2 separate regions of the Sus scrofa genome follow, and region 1 is linked to region 2. Evidence: chromatin contacts called from public Hi-C data. All regions are on one chromosome and are shown on one strand. Each heading gives the region's core, a stretch centred on a gene start, on an enhancer-like site or on the middle of the called end of the contact. The rest is flanking DNA. Distances are from core to core; before and after follow the strand shown. Region 1 holds the start of CDC34 (ubiquitin-conjugating enzyme E2 R1). Region 2 holds the start of HCN2 (potassium/sodium hyperpolarization-activated cyclic nucleotide-gated channel 2).

Region 1 (3,076 bases), core at 161-2,660, 37 kb before region 2:
AGAGTGGGGGCCCCCTCAGGAAATGGAGGTGCCATGGCCAGAAAATGGGCAGGCAGAAACCTGGGATGTCCACAACCTCAGGACGTTGCAGAGCCTGAGATGCAGGCTGTCTTGGGAGACAAAGCCTCAGTGGGACCGAATGCAGAGTATGTAAACCTGGTACCTCCCTTTACCTATTCCCCACCCACCCAATAATTCCTGCCATATACATGGGGATACATCTTGGGAAACTTCTCTGGAAGAATCATAATTAATTCTAATTACTATTTATCAGCAAGCTGCCACTGACCAACACTATGACATTGGTGTCACTGGCAGAGAACAAGGGACAGAGAATACTTGGAACTCTGGACAAAGTGTGTGTGGCCCATCCTATAGGGGAGGCCCCTCCAGGTCCCCTGGTGTGCAGGGCAAGCCCCTGTATTGATGAGAGCCACTGAAGCTACTGCTCTGCCCATGGCTCTTCCTCAGGCTCCTTTGCTCATTCCCAGAGATGACATTTTTTTTTTCTCCAGATTTACCTGCCTGTCCTCAGCTGGGGCCAGCCCAGGGCCAGGTGACAGGCAGGCGGGGGAGGGAATCAGCTCTGCCCAGCCTCAAGTGTTGGTGCAGCTGCTGGCTGCCCGGGTCACCTGCCAGCAAGGCCATCACAGGCCACGGGGGCCATGCCCACCCTCGTGGGGAGCTGTCACCTGCGGACCTGCAAGGCTAAAGACCAGGTCCGAGCGCGCGCACATACACACCTCTCCGACCCAGAGCTGTGTGGGTGTCTGGGCCAGAGTGCTGTCAGGTCAGCCAGGCGGGGTCGGAAGGTGGAGGGAAGCCCAGACCCCCCCACCCCCCGGCTAGCTGGAGTCAAAGGTCAGCCTGATATGGACACAGCTGGGGTCAAGTTTTTATCTGGGGTTTGGCCAGAACAGGTCCCGAGACTGTGGGGCAGAGCACACCCTAAGTGGGAAGACGGCCGGAAGTGGAGGGACCCTCTTGGCTGGCCCGAGGCAGCCTGGGCCCGGGTCATGAGTATGGAAACTGAGGCTCGAGCCGGCCCCGCCCCGGCCCCGCCCCGCGCCGGGACGTCACAAAAAGGCCCAAAAGGGCCGCGAGCCGGGCGGGGCAGCGCAGCGCAGCCCTGCCCGCGGCCCCGCGCACAGGCATCAGGGGAGCTCGTAGAGCCGGGGCGGCGGAGGCCTCCCAGGGCCTCGGAAGCGCCAAGGCGCCTGCGCGCGCGGCCCCCGGCTCCCGGCGGCGCGCTCGGCGGCCGGGGGAGGGATCGCTTCCCATCGTGCCCCGCGGGCGGGCGCGCAGGCGCGGTCGGGGCAGGCTGCGCGCAGGCGCGGGCGGCGGCGGGGGCGGGGCGCGGCGGCCGAGGCGAGGGCCGGGCGGCGGCGCAGAGCGAGTGGAGCCCCCGGGTGCCCCGGGCGGCGGCGGCGGCGGCGGCGGCGGCGGCGCAGAGGAGGAAGGCGGCCCCGGCCCCGGCCCGTCCCGCGGTCCCGCGGCCCCGCGGCCCCGCGCGCCCCCTGCCCCGGCCCCGGACCCGGGCCCGTCCGCCGCCGCCATGGCCCGGCCGCTGGTGCCCAGCTCGCAGAAGGCGCTGCTGCTGGAGCTCAAGGGGCTGCAGGAGGAGCCGGTGGAGGGCTTCCGGGTGACCCTGGTGGACGAGGGCGATCTGTACAACTGGGAGGTGGCCATCTTCGGGCCCCCCAACACCTACTACGAGGGCGGCTACTTCAAGGTGAGCAGCGAAGAGGGGGGCGGGCGAGCGACCCTGCTCCGGGTCCTCGGGGCCCCTCCTCCACCTCTGCTCCCTGCCCGCTCCCCTCGCGGGGCCCCCTCCCTCTGCTCCACTGCCTGGCCGCCTCCGGAGAGTTCGGGGCTCTCAGTCACCCCTTCTTCCCCGTCTGGCCTCAGGAGTCCCCGAGAAGCGCCCATCCCCTCTAAGCCCGCTTCAGGCCCCCGAGAGGAAACCTAGGACCCTCCGTGTTTCTCTGGGTGCAGGGTTCTTGCTTCCCCCAGCCCTTAGTGTTCCCCGCCTCCCGGCCCTGCTCGCTGCTCAGAGGAGACAAAAAAGCCTCCCCACAACCAGCCAATACTGTTGCGGGGAGCGCCGGCTTAGGAAGGGAGGGAGTGGGGGAGGGAGGCCCGCTGGCCTGGGGACTGGCTCGGCCTCCTGCTCGGGTTCCAACAGAGGCCAGGATGGGGCCTTGGCAGCAGGGACCTGCTTGGAAAGCGTCCACCCTTGCCGATAGCAGCCGGCCAGGCCCTCTTGACTTCATCCTGAGCTTTATGTAACCTGCTCTCTCTGACGGTCACTCCCACCCTCCTCCCTGTCCCTGGAAACCACGGAGCAGAACCCACCCCAGGTTCCACCTCAGAAGGTTGGGGTCCTGGCCTTTTTCAGGTTCCAATGAGTCGTTGGCTTCTTGGGCCCGAATCTCAAGCTCTCGTGGTTTCTGGGCCCTCGGTGGTGGCCCGAATCTCAAGCTCTCGTGGTTTCTGGGCCCTCGGTGGTGGCTTAAATCCAAGCAGTTCTCTCTTGTTGTCAGAGCTGGGAGGCAAGTGTTTTCCTGGGGACTTGTGTGTCATGGACTCCAGCCAAAACCTGGGGAGGATCTGAGTCTAGCCGTGGTCTTGAGGGACCCCTCCCAGATCAAAAGGACTTTGCTCCTTGAGCCAGAGGGACAAGGCAGGGGGTCTCCTTGGGTGAGAGATGGGGCCTGAACCATCAGCTGGGAACGAACACACACACACACACCCTGCCAAGAGCCCTGCAGGCCTGGCTGGGAGGCCTGGGTTGGGGGGTGGGGAGGCTGATGCCGCCTGGACAGATTCTGTGTTTGCACTTTTGGCTAGTTCAGCAACCTCAACAGAACAGCCTGAGCTACTGGCATTGCTGAGGTGGGATGGGGGGATGAGTGTGGACAGCTCTGGGCTGAGTTCTATGGTTGGAATCCATCTTCCCCATGCAGGGCACGGATTTAGGGTTGCTCACTAAGTGATCTAACCAGCCTCCCTCCCTGGTCTCTTTTGTGTGCTTCTGGGTACAACTGGCTGTGAGGATAAGGGCCGGTGCTCAGAG
Region 2 (2,821 bases), core at 180-2,679:
CTCCTGTCTCTCCTTCAGTCAGGTCTCTGTTCCTCTACCATCCTCCTCGCATGGCATCTCCCCTCACACAATGGTTGAGCTGGGGTGGGGACCAGAGGCCAAGAAGAGTCCTGGGCATGTGCCCCATGTCACCTAATACTAGGAATCACTCCCCAACCTGGCTCCAACCCCAGAAGCAGAGCCCCCGGTGCTTGCTGGGGCCTGGGGTTGGGCAGGCAGGGAGAGCTGGCTGTGGTTTGGTCCCAAGGGGTGGAGAAATGGGGCAGCCCCGTGCAGCTCACTTGTGGGTATCCTGTGGGAAGGGGTGGATCCTCGTGACCTCAGGCATTTCCCCACTTTAAAGGCCACCAGCAGCTCCAGCTCACATTAGACCCCTGGCCTGGGGACTTTCATATGCCGTGGGTGCGGCTGAAAAAGAAGAGAAAAAAAAAATGTGTTAGATATGAAATGCATTTGGGAGTTCCCGCTGTGGGTTGACAAGATGGGGTTTGTCACTGTGGAGGCACCGGTTGGATTCCCAGCCAGGTGCAGTGAGTTAAGGATCTGGTGTTGCCGCAGCTGCAGCGTACTTCACAGCTGCAGCTCGAATTCAATCCTTGGAACTTGCCAGGAACTTCCATATGCCATGAATGTGGCAAAAAAAGCCTAAATAAATAAATAAATGCCACTAGCCTTGTGGGAGACCCACCCTCCACTGTGCTTTAGGACACTGTTTGAGGGTGGTGAACAGCACCCTTGGGTGGCTCTTCTTCTTGCCCAATTCAACCTCAGTTTCCTCAAATGTAGCAGCTGGAAGGAAGGGGACCACTGTGGGTCTGGAGACTCCTAGTCTTGATCCCACCTAACCCCTCCCCACAGGTCACCTCCCCAAGGGTCTTTGTCCAAGGGCTCAAGTGACAAAACCTGGGCTCCAGTGGCCTTTTATTATGGTAATTCTCAAATCTCCAGAAAGGCTGGAGGCTGGCACAGGAGGGGCCCCACTTCCTGGGCCCCAGTGTCAGTGGTCACCGCCCCGCTATGCCTCTGGACAGAGGCGAACGCAAGCGCCAGAAGGCTCCTTGCCAAGGTTGCCCGCAGAGGCCCCGGGCCCGCAGCTGGGCTCGGTGACCTTGGGCGCGTCCTTCCCCTTCGCGGGCCTCAGTTTCCCCTTCTGGAACTAGGCTTAATCGGGTCTACAAGGCCTCAAGCTGCGCGACCTTGGGCCGTCCCCGACCCAGAGGCCTCAGTTTCCCCGGCGCGGGACCTGGGCGGGGCGCGCCCGGTGTGGGCGCGGGCAGAGGCGGGGCTCCCGCCCCCGCCCCTCCCCCGCAGCCGCAGCTCCGCCCCCCGCGGTTCTGCCCCGCCCTACCCCCGCCTCCCCCCCCCCTCGGGCTCGGGCCGGCGGCGGCGGCGGCGGCTCCGCTCCGCACTGCCCGGCGCCGCCTCGCCATGGACGCGCGCGGGGGCGGCGGGCGGCCCGGGGAGAGCCCGGGCGCGACCCCCGCGCCGGGGCCGCCGCCGCCGCCGCCGCCCGCGCCCCCCCAGCAGCAGCCGCCGCCGCCGCCACCGCCCGCGCCCCCTCCGGGCCCCAGCCCAGCGCCCCCTCCGCAGGCGCCCCGGACAGAGGCGGCTCCCCCGGAGGCGGCGGACGAGGGCGGCCCGCGGGCCCGGCTCCGCAGCCGCGACAGCTCGTGCGGCCGCCCGGGCACCCCGGGCGCGGCGAGCACGGCCAAGGGCAGCCCGAATGGCGAGTGCGGGCGCGGCGAGCCGCAGTGCAGCCCCGCGGGGCCCGAGGGCCCGGCGCGGGGCCCAAGGTGTCGTTTTCGTGCCGCGGAGCGGCCTCAGGGCCCGCTCCGGGCCCGGGGCCGGGGCCGGCGGACGAGGCGGGCAGCGAGGAGGCGGGCCCGGCTGGGGAGCCGCGCGGCAGTCAGGCCAGCTTCATGCAGCGCCAGTTCGGCGCGCTCCTTCAGCCGGGCGTCAACAAGTTCTCGCTGCGGATGTTCGGCAGCCAGAAGGCCGTGGAGCGGGAGCAGGAGCGCGTCAAGTCAGCGGGGGCCTGGATCATCCACCCGTACAGCGACTTCAGGTACAGTCACCCACCCACTCGGAGGGCGGGCTGGCCCGCGCGGAGGGGCACAGCGAACGGACGCGTGCGGGGGCTGTCCTTGGAGCGCTTCAGGGAGGGCGGGGCGGCGCGCCCCGTGGGTGACCTCGGGGCCCCTCAGTGACCTCGGGCGCGTCCGGACCCGCCCCGAAATGACCTGGGGGCGCGAGACTCCGCCCTTGGAGGGGCACTGGGGGGCGCACGCAGGCTCCCTTGGGGACCCCGGCGCGCCCCCTCCCACGCATCCTGACATTCCCCGCCCTTTGGGGTGGGCTCACGTCAAGCGCTGCGGGACAAGGGTCTGAGCGCTCAGGGGCGGAGAGGACAAATAGAGGGGAACGTGGGCGCGGGGGAGGCGGCAGAGCGGAAGCAAGGAGGGAGGAAGGAAGGGCGCCTGGGAAGGACGCGCCCTGGAGAGGCTGGCGGAGAAAGGGTTAAGCAGACACGGCGGGTCCCACGGTCTCCACCTGCGCCCCACGCCGCAAGGAGGCGCGTCCTGGGTCGCTGGGCCTGGGTATCCTGCGAGGAGGGGGCGCTGAGTGTGCTGGTGTCTCCAGGCTGTCTTCCTTGAGCCGCATCTGCCGTATCAGCCGGGTAGTGTGTCCAGGTGTCAGTGGTTGATGTGGTTTAAGCTGGTTGATGCGTGCAAAGTCTCAGGGCAAGGCCTTGCGGAAGATCACGCCGTATTTGTGGTGTGCCCAGGTGTCGGTGGTTGTATAGATGTTGATGTGGATTAAG

Evidence for each region. Hi-C and Micro-C count contacts between places; a contact is called where the count stands out from the background.
Region 1: a Hi-C map of embryonic fibroblasts shows a contact between it and region 2, with 1.6 times the contacts expected there. The contact joins the promoter of CDC34 here to the promoter of HCN2 in region 2. A contact is called at or near these places in 1 of 5 promoter capture datasets (liver), 4 of 47 Hi-C or Micro-C datasets (blood, embryonic fibroblasts, heart right ventricle and 1 more) and 1 of 2 datasets of contacts at active chromatin or transcription factors (skeletal muscle).

Annotation. Positions count from the first base shown.
Region 1 is chr2:77,766,666-77,769,741 of Sscrofa11.1, reverse strand. It overlaps CDC34 (ubiquitin-conjugating enzyme E2 R1), which reads left to right and starts at 1,410. Exons shown (of 5, transcript XM_021084306.1): 1 at 1,410-1,732. The coding sequence starts at 1,556.
Region 2 is chr2:77,729,489-77,732,309 of Sscrofa11.1, reverse strand. HCN2 (potassium/sodium hyperpolarization-activated cyclic nucleotide-gated channel 2) reads left to right here and starts at 1,429. Exons shown (of 9, transcript XM_021084305.1): 1 at 1,429-1,780; 2 at 1,783-2,065. The coding sequence starts at 1,429.